Linked DNA regions of Mus musculus: regions 1 and 3 are each linked to region 2. A link is a contact called in public HiChIP or PLAC-seq data. All regions are on one chromosome and are shown on one strand. Each heading gives the region's core, a stretch centred on a gene start, on an enhancer-like site or on the middle of the called end of the contact. The rest is flanking DNA. Distances are from core to core; before and after follow the strand shown. Region 1 overlaps Lpp (LIM domain containing preferred translocation partner in lipoma). Region 2 has its middle 31 kb from the start of Gm46545. Region 3 has its middle 44 kb from the start of Gm38456.

Region 1 (2,700 bases), core at 136-2,635, 460 kb before region 2:
GGCTCACACTCAAGTCACTAGGCTTGATCCTCCATCTTTAACTGCTGAGTCATCTTAATGGCCCCTAGGTACCTATTTCAAATGGCCTGAGATCTAAAGGGTCCAATATTACTTTTAAACAAAAATGTTTCTTCTTGATTTCCACATCAACCCCATCATAGAGAAGGCGCACTCTAGAAGTGACCAGAGGCTCTCACCCATGCGCAGTGAGTGGGCACTAGGGTCAGGACAGGCAGCCTTGCCTTCTGACTGATTTTAGTGTGCTGCGAAGCACACCACAGGGTCACAGTGTGTTGACTCATTCAAACCTGAATAGCCAAGACACAAGTCACAGCCACACATGGGGCGGGGAAGAGAGCCTCACATCTGAAGCAGCACCAATCAGAGATTTCTCACAACAGTCTCAAGGACACAGGAGCTAAACAGCCCTGAAACCTCTGTCTTCCTCTGTGAAAGATCTACGCCCAGGAAAAGCAGGTTCATAGCAAGAAGCTATGTCCTCTGCCCCAGATACTCTCTCCCCTTCCTCTTCTGACCAGTGAGTCCTTGTGGCCACAAGCAGCAAGCATGGGAGAAGTTCCACCAATAAAAAGAGCTCAATAAAGCTCACGGGTCTCTCCAGCTGACTCCCTCATGCAGGCACAGCTGAGCTTATTAAGTAATAATAATAATAATAATAATCAGAGAATACTGGCAGCCGGCCTTTGCAAAGGGCAGAGGAGAGCCCCTGGGGTAGATGCTCACTGGGTGAGTAGCTTCAACCACCACAATCTAAAACAACTTCCATGTATGTCCAGGCATGTATGCATACATGCTGGAGCTCAGATACACACAGATCTTGAACAAAGGGGGACTATGAGGTCCCTGCCACATTTTATAGATATATATCCACAACTTCCACGTGCTGGTCAGTTCTTTATTTCTACAATTCACATAGGAGAAGAGAATTCAAGTCCATGATCTCCTCCATTTCGTTACCCTATGATCCACACTAAGTGTGCAAAACACTGTCAGAACAATCTTTCACATGGAAACCATTCTCCTCCAAGTTACAGGAAATAAATGTACTTGTCCAATTCCCACAGGTCCTGAGACCCACACCCAGGCCCCCGGCTGCACAGCACTGGGGTTTTGCTTCATTTAGTGTGCTCGGTTTTATTTTTTCCATTTGATTATCCTCCCTCTAAATTACCAGTTGTTGCCCTGTTGCAGTAAACAACCAGAGCAGAAAGTCAGCTCTGAACTGAGACAGCTCCCCACAGAGGAACAACTCAATTCATACTTCGAGGAATAGTTTCTGGGAAAGCAGAGGAGGTGATGCTATCAAATACTGAAACTTAGAACTCCTACTCACTAGCTGCCTGGGGTGCAGGAAATGGGGCAGAGGCCCTCTCCCTCCCTGTTCCTGCTGCCCGTTTCTGTCACTCATAGTCATTACCAGACTGAACTCTTTAGTCAAATGAAAGCTTTTTCCTAGCTTTCTGGCCTTGGGTAAGTCCCTGAAGCCACTGGCCCCGTTACTCACACACACTTAGGAACAGCTATGCAAACACGCATGTGGGGCTGACTAGAAAGTAGCCCTGCCTTCCTTGCCCTACACAATACTACAACATGCTGCAGGTCTACAATGGCTCAGCTCTATCACAAACTCAGACTTCAAACATCAAACTCTCCGTGGGTCTCTCTTCTACCCACCCTTCCTACCAGCCGCCATCTGCTATAACTCCAGACCAAGCCCACTCACCTCTGCCAATAGTGAAAAAGAACCCACCTCTCCATCACCATCATCAACTTTCCCCTGCACCCTATGGGGTAAGATTCCACCAGGTATTCAATAGCTCTGCATCAACAAGATCTTAAAAAACAAAAACAAAAACAGAAACCTCCACTAAGTGGCTGCCCTTCACTGTGCATGCAACAACTCCAGTACCAGGCTGGTACCAAGGTCTGGATTAGAAAGAAAAGCCAGGACAAAGCAAGGCAATGTGGACACCAAGGAGTACTGCAGCCAGCACCTATGAGCGTGCCACCCAATAAGCAGGCCACCATCCACAGAGGCTGGCCTTCGGGCAGGTCATGCACTAAACACTATCTTGGGTCCTTACAGACATCCTTTAATATGTACAACTAAGCATACAAGGCACATCTATCCCTCATTAAAGTCACTTAAATTAAGGCTTAAATAGGCTTTGTTATTCATTCCCACTGAAGCTGTCTGTGCACACCATTCAAATACAAGCAACCTTAGAGCTCACACTTTCAAGTCTATGCATCTTTGCTGGGACACTACTAGGTTTTATTCTGTTTTATTTTAATATTTTAAAGTGTGGTTGCCTTAAATTACATTGTTTACCCTTTGAAATTAAAAGACAATAAACCAAAATTCCAAGAGCTCTCCAAATTTTCAAAATTATGTTTTAATAATACTTCTAACAGTCTTCACACTCTGTTATTTGGATACTTATTATCTTATGTTTAAGGAATAAAGTATACTAAGCTTAGTACTTACAGAGAACTTTAACATTCCGTTAAAGTTAAAACATTATATAAAGTTGTATTAAACAATGAAAAACAATTCAAAATTCAGATCCTAGTCATGTAACAGCCTAAGAGCAGCATTTCTGTAACTGGCGTGGCACAGAGGAAGGTGGTGCAGTCATGGAGGAGGACATGTGGGCACTACCCATTTAGATACTTATT
Region 2 (2,700 bases), core at 98-2,597:
GAGGAGGAGGAAGGGCTATTAACTCACTCAAAACTGGACAATGGCAAGCCAGAGACTCGAGAAAGAATAACATGACACTTGGAAGAAAGCTGGTGTTGGAAGGAGATCGACTTCTTGCTGCCTTACCCTTTGGTATTGACTGGATTTTGTACCTGATGCATGTGTTATCTATAAAAAGAATATTAACATTTTAATATATAGAGTCAGTATAATTCCAACTCCACGAAATCAGATAAAACCAAGGAAACTACAATGAAGTTTAGATTGTACTCCACTCCCTGTAATGGAACTGTCTCAGCCATAAGCTGGAGATACTTCCTATACCTTCCTCAACAATAATAATAAGTGGAGCTCTTTCAATGATTGTACGTTATGACCTGACCAATCAGGGGAGACCAAGGTGGGTTGCAATGCCGTCATCTGCTGGTCAGGCTCACGTGGTTGAGGCTGTCTCTGCCCACAAGCCGTTTCTATCTTCCAATCTCTATCCAGTGTGCTAGTGAGTAGAATATGTTTCTAAGTCCGGTCTGTCTCTTGTCCTTTAATCAGCAGTAGTGAAATGTTGTGAGCACATTGTCCCAGGCGATGGCTGCGTTTTGCCATAGATGGTCATCCTATGTCACCTTCTGGCTATCGGCAAGCTCTTCTCAGTTTAGCACCATCTGCATTTCTTAAGCACTTAATAGCTGTGGGCCGTGACTTTTTGCTTAAGTTATGTGCTGGGGTAAGTGGGAATCAGAGGCGATTCCATATTGGTTATTCCCTTCCCCTGATAGAGTCTTAAGGGAGGCAGCAAATATGGAGTTCTACTTTGGTTGGCTCTCCAAGTGGCAAGGCCCTTCAAACAAACCATGACCTAGGACCGTGTGAAGCAAGAATTCCTTCTTTGATTCACCCCTGACTTCTCTATGATCTTTACGACACTGCTGTGTGTCAAGTCATTACGCTGAGGATTTTTCTGTACCAAGTGGGTATCAGTAAAATAGTGAACAAACTATATGCTATTGGGCTTTTAGGAAGCTGAGCTTGGTTACTATTTTAGAAGGAGAATTCACTGGGAAGGTCACATTTGCATAGATTTTGAGGGGCAGGTGGCTTTTGGCTAACAGAAAGAAAAGAAAGGGGGACGTGAGAGTCAGGCACACTGTGTGAAGATACACTTGCCTGAACGTCAGACTACATGTGCAATGTGAAAATGATTACTCCACTAATCCAATCCAAGAGGCTACCGTGTAGCCAAGTGGCACACCGGGTGGTATAGCCACATTTCTACTGTACAGCTGCCCACGGGCACAGAGCTAAGGAAAGCAGGGCCAAGATACACATGCAGGCCTTGGAGAAAAGAATCCTCCACCACTATTTCAGCCTGTGTGCAAAGGGTGAAAACAGCCCAGAAACAGAAGCACCCACAACTGTGGCTTAGATTCTTCCTCCCGAACCTGACCTGCAACTCCAAAGAATGTGACATTCTAGTTTGGCTGGATGTCATGGAATAACCTGATCCTGGCACTTGGGAGGTGGAAGTAGGAGAGTTATGAGTCTGAGGCCTGTTTAAGACACAGTGTGAGATCTTGTCTCAAAACTCAAAGAATACCAGAAACCGAGACAACAGGAAGGAAAGAAGGAAGGGAGGGAGGGCCCGGCTAACTGCGCAGCATTCTGAAGAGCGTCTAGCCTGCTGGTCTGTTTGCTAAGACCTAAACAATATGGCTCCAAGCAGAGGGCCCAGGCTGATTGGGCCTGATGCATTGAGAGAGCCCTCTACCACAGGCCTGACTGACCAGAGCACAGGCCACCTATTCCAAAGAAACTGTCAGCTCATCCAAGTCCCCTCTGAGGATCTCAGCTACTGAAGACACAGTAACCTAGACACTCTGCAGGATGGCAGGCTTCCTGAGGAGAGAGGTGACGTAGAGCCAAGCTACTCCCAAGTGTGTGTACAGTCAACTAGACCTCTCTCGACTTTGTCTAAACACATGGTGACTTTGTCTCCACATTTTTTTGAGGAGCTCCTGTGTCTATTGGAGAAATGCAAAGTAACGCCTATGGCAGAAAGAAACAACCTTGTCCTCATTTGTTTTCATTTCTTCTGTGAGGGAACCTATGATGTCACCATTACCATTCTTGACAAAACAAGGACAACAAAATAAAAGTATCTGTTTCTTTGCTTTATCAGGAGAAAAACAACCAACCTACCTACCAACCAACCAGTCAACCAACCGGAGGAACAGCAACAACAACAACAACAAGCCCCACACATTTGTTCTGTGTTGTTACTGTTTAATCCTATTATGTCTTCCGCATAATAGGAAGGCATGTCTTTGTCTGCCTAGCAACCATGTAGCAGTATGTGAACAAGAGGGAGGATGGGAAGAAGGATTCATGGAGGAGAAGAATTACATCCGCTGGATTCACGTGGACCCTGAGGCTCACAGAGGCTAGGAAAGCTGAAGAGGACCACAGTCAATGATAATGTAGAGGAAACCTCCTGCCTGCAGGTTCCTGGCATTCTACCTATCCTGAGCTCCACAGAAGCTCCACCCTAGCTTTAGGCCACAGGAGCTGGAGGAGTCCCTGTGCTTGCTTTCCATATCCCCTCCCACACCAAGTCCACCCAGAGCTCATTCAGTTTAATGGAATCCATCCATTTGGGTTGGCAACACATTCAAAACCTGAGGTTCTCAAGTAGAGGCAGTTCCT
Region 3 (2,773 bases), core at 232-2,731, 290 kb before region 2:
TTGCTTTTTTTCCCCCTTTTGGTTTTTCGAGACAGGGTTTCTCTGTGTAGCTCTGGCTCTCCTGGAACTCACTCTGTAGACCAGGCTGGCCTCAAACTCAGAAACTCACCTGCCTCTGCCTCCCAAGTGCTGGTATTAAAGGTGTTCATCACCACGCCCGTCTGCCTGCTTGCTTTTTAAACAAAGGAGTTATATACTAGTCACCAAATGTGCACGACTGTGAGGACTGTGCCTTCTGGCTACCCGTGGGTTGGGTTAATAAATTGTGAGCAACAGTGGCTTCTGTCACTCCCAGCAATGTCTTGTTTTCAAGGTTGATCGCCTTCGGTGTGTTCTTTTCTCCATTCTACAATCTCAGCAGCATTTGAGCCTGAGTCTCAAATCCAGGGAAATAATGGGTGTAGATCTGAGTTTCTAAAAGCCAAACAAAGGTGTAGAGAGGGGGTGAGAAACAGCCCTCTGCGGTTTGGTGGACCTAGGCCATTCTGACTGATTAGACTTCTTGCTGTGGTACACAAAACAGATTTCTTTAGAAATTAGAGGAGGGGATGGATGAGAAGAGCTAAACAAGAGACAGAGGATACACGAGGGCGAGGACCGGTGATAGTGGGTGAAGGGGGTGGGGCAGAGGGGCAGAGGGGCAGAGGGGCAGAGAGGCAGAGGGGCAGAGGCAGGTGGATCTCTGAGTTCCAGACAAGCCTGGTTTACAAAGTCAGTTCCAGGACAGCCAGCGCTACACAGAGAGAACTTATCAAAAAAACCTAAAGACAAAAAGAAAAACAAAACAAAGAAACAAACAAAAAAGAAAAAAGAAAAAGAAAAGGAAAGGGAAGGAAAAAAAATACTTTGGAAAAGAAGGTAAGATAGGACCTCATAGACAATGAGATTAATCTGCAGGCTCATTTTCAGTTTCAAACAGAGACTTATACTATTGTCTTTGTTTAAGTGTTTGTGTGTGAGAGCGTTTACCTGCATGCAGTTCTCACGGAGGCTTTGGGTCCCCTACAACTAGGGTTATCAGCAGCTGTGGGCTTTGTGATGCTGGTGCTGGAGACAGAATCTGGGTCTTCTGCAAGAGCAGTAAGTGTGCTCGACCACTGAACCGTCTCCCCAGCCCCCTAGGGAACTGTAAGTGTTCTCACTGCTCTACTCTGCTGTGAGCATGATTACCTAAAAACATCCCTGGGATGGGATGCCATTCTTGGTTAGCCTTCTTGGAAAGAAAGCTCCATTTCCTTTTTCTGGTGGGAGGAATTACATTCTTACACAAATTCAGCTTGTCTCTCGCAGGCTCACCATGCTCTGTTCCAAAGCCAGCTTCTTCTAATGAGGTCTGGAAGAAGGCTTCTTTTCTTGGACATACAAAAGGGTCTGTTCCAGAAACTAGCTTCCTGTGAGTGCCTGAGGTTGCAAGTGTTAGGGACTCAGCTTTCTTAAGAAGTTCTTATAAACAGTCACGCCCACTAGCACATGAAAGCCAGTCAGCCAGCCGACTGTTACCACATCCATATGTTCGAGTGCATGACCTTAAAAAGGAAACACACACCCTCAGCAAATCCAGAAGGATGCCCTGGCCCTAGAAGGCCTCGCCGTGGAAAAGTTAGAGAGTATTCCACATATCATCTGTTGCTGACCTTTACCTTGTAAGACTTTTTTTCTTTTAACAAGACCCCCAAAGTTATAATAACCCCTACTTGGTAACCCACACTGTCCCAAGCCCAGCTGCTTTTGCATGATAGATGTCACAGTTAAGTCATGCACAGTGACTATGGGCCCAGACTTACAGTTTTCCTCTTCAGATTACTGAGATAGGAGAAGAGACAGGCAGAGAGCGTGGCAGGTGACATGTGGACCCCCCCCCCCAAGTCAACCAAGAACCTGGAATTTCCAGATGCTAATCAAGGCAGTGCTCAAACTGGCACAGAGCCTTCCTCCTGGGTAAGCGGGTCACCCTGAGACAATGACTGAATTCAATAATAAATCACCCCACCTTTTTTTACCCATTGAGAGGGGCCAGTCTGACCGTTTTTTGCTTTTACCTCCAGCCGCTGACTCTCTTGAGGAAATTCTCCAAGGCTTATATGACTTGAGTATCTTACTTATAAGTTGGGTCCAGGGATCCTCAGAGTTGGCTCTTTCCGGTTTTAGGTATAACTACTGGATAATGTTTCCACCAGTAAAGCCCAGTCTCATCTCTCTAAGGGCTCTTGCCTTACAACCTAGTTGAAGGAAGACATGATTGTGTTAAAAATAGTGTGACATTAGTCATTATGTAGGGCAGAACTTCTGTTTGTTTTCTTTTTTCCTTGGGTGGACTGTCTGTACCTGAGAAAAACATCTGATGAGATTACTGATAAGCCTTTTGCAGAATTTCTCATAGTACTGTCTGGGTATTTTTAAAGGATTGTTTGAGGCCGGGGAAGTGTTTTCTGTGTAATATCTAATTTCACCAGAAGACGAAGACCTTCCTCTGCATTTCACTGGAGCTGTGGTTCATACTGCTCTTGGGGTTGTCGGACTGAAGGAGCAGTGACAACCAATCAAGTTGTGACAGAGACAAAAGAAAGAGAATATGACCAATGGAGAAAAGAGGGCAGAAAAACCAGAGGATGTGTTTGTCTGTAGAAAAGAGACATCCCTTGAGGGGAATACCCTTGGGAGGTGCTGAAGGAAATGGGGTGGAAGTCACTACAGCTTCAAGAGCTCTGAGGGGGGAAAGAACACGTAGGAACAGTCCCAGTGCCCGCCATTTTCCTTGGTCTTAGTATACGGG

What was found. HiChIP or PLAC-seq counts read pairs in DNA pulled down with a chosen protein or histone mark.
Region 1: a contact with region 2 is called in an H3K27ac HiChIP or PLAC-seq map of regulatory T cells, with 4 times the contacts expected there. The contact joins two enhancer-like sites. A contact is called at or near these places in 1 of 484 Hi-C or Micro-C datasets (the HL-1 cell line) and 1 of 115 datasets of contacts at active chromatin or transcription factors (regulatory T cells).
Region 3: an H3K27ac HiChIP or PLAC-seq map of regulatory T cells shows a contact between it and region 2, with 7 times the contacts expected there. The contact joins two enhancer-like sites. A contact is called at or near these places in 1 of 484 Hi-C or Micro-C datasets (bone marrow-derived macrophages) and 1 of 115 datasets of contacts at active chromatin or transcription factors (regulatory T cells).

The regions. Positions count from the first base shown.
Region 1 is chr16:24,505,701-24,508,400 of GRCm38.p6, reverse strand. The region is part of intron 3 of Lpp (LIM domain containing preferred translocation partner in lipoma); the gene reads right to left. Among named protein-coding and RNA genes, the nearest start is that of Gm24440, 100 kb to the right of the region's middle. Within about 2 kb of position 1,385, at least 62 of the 459 cell types and tissues checked have an H3K27ac peak or open chromatin away from gene starts, as enhancers often do. A contact at or near this core is called in regulatory T cells, where this site is marked.
Region 2 is chr16:24,049,993-24,052,692 of GRCm38.p6, reverse strand. No RefSeq gene overlaps it. Among named protein-coding and RNA genes, the nearest start is that of Gm46545, 31 kb to the left of the region's middle. Within about 2 kb of position 1,347, at least 17 of the 459 cell types and tissues checked have an H3K27ac peak or open chromatin away from gene starts, as enhancers often do. A contact at or near this core is called in regulatory T cells, where this site is marked.
Region 3 is chr16:24,338,494-24,341,266 of GRCm38.p6, reverse strand. No RefSeq gene overlaps it. Among named protein-coding and RNA genes, the nearest start is that of Gm38456, 44 kb to the right of the region's middle. Within about 2 kb of position 1,481, at least 37 of the 459 cell types and tissues checked have an H3K27ac peak or open chromatin away from gene starts, as enhancers often do. A contact at or near this core is called in regulatory T cells, where this site is marked.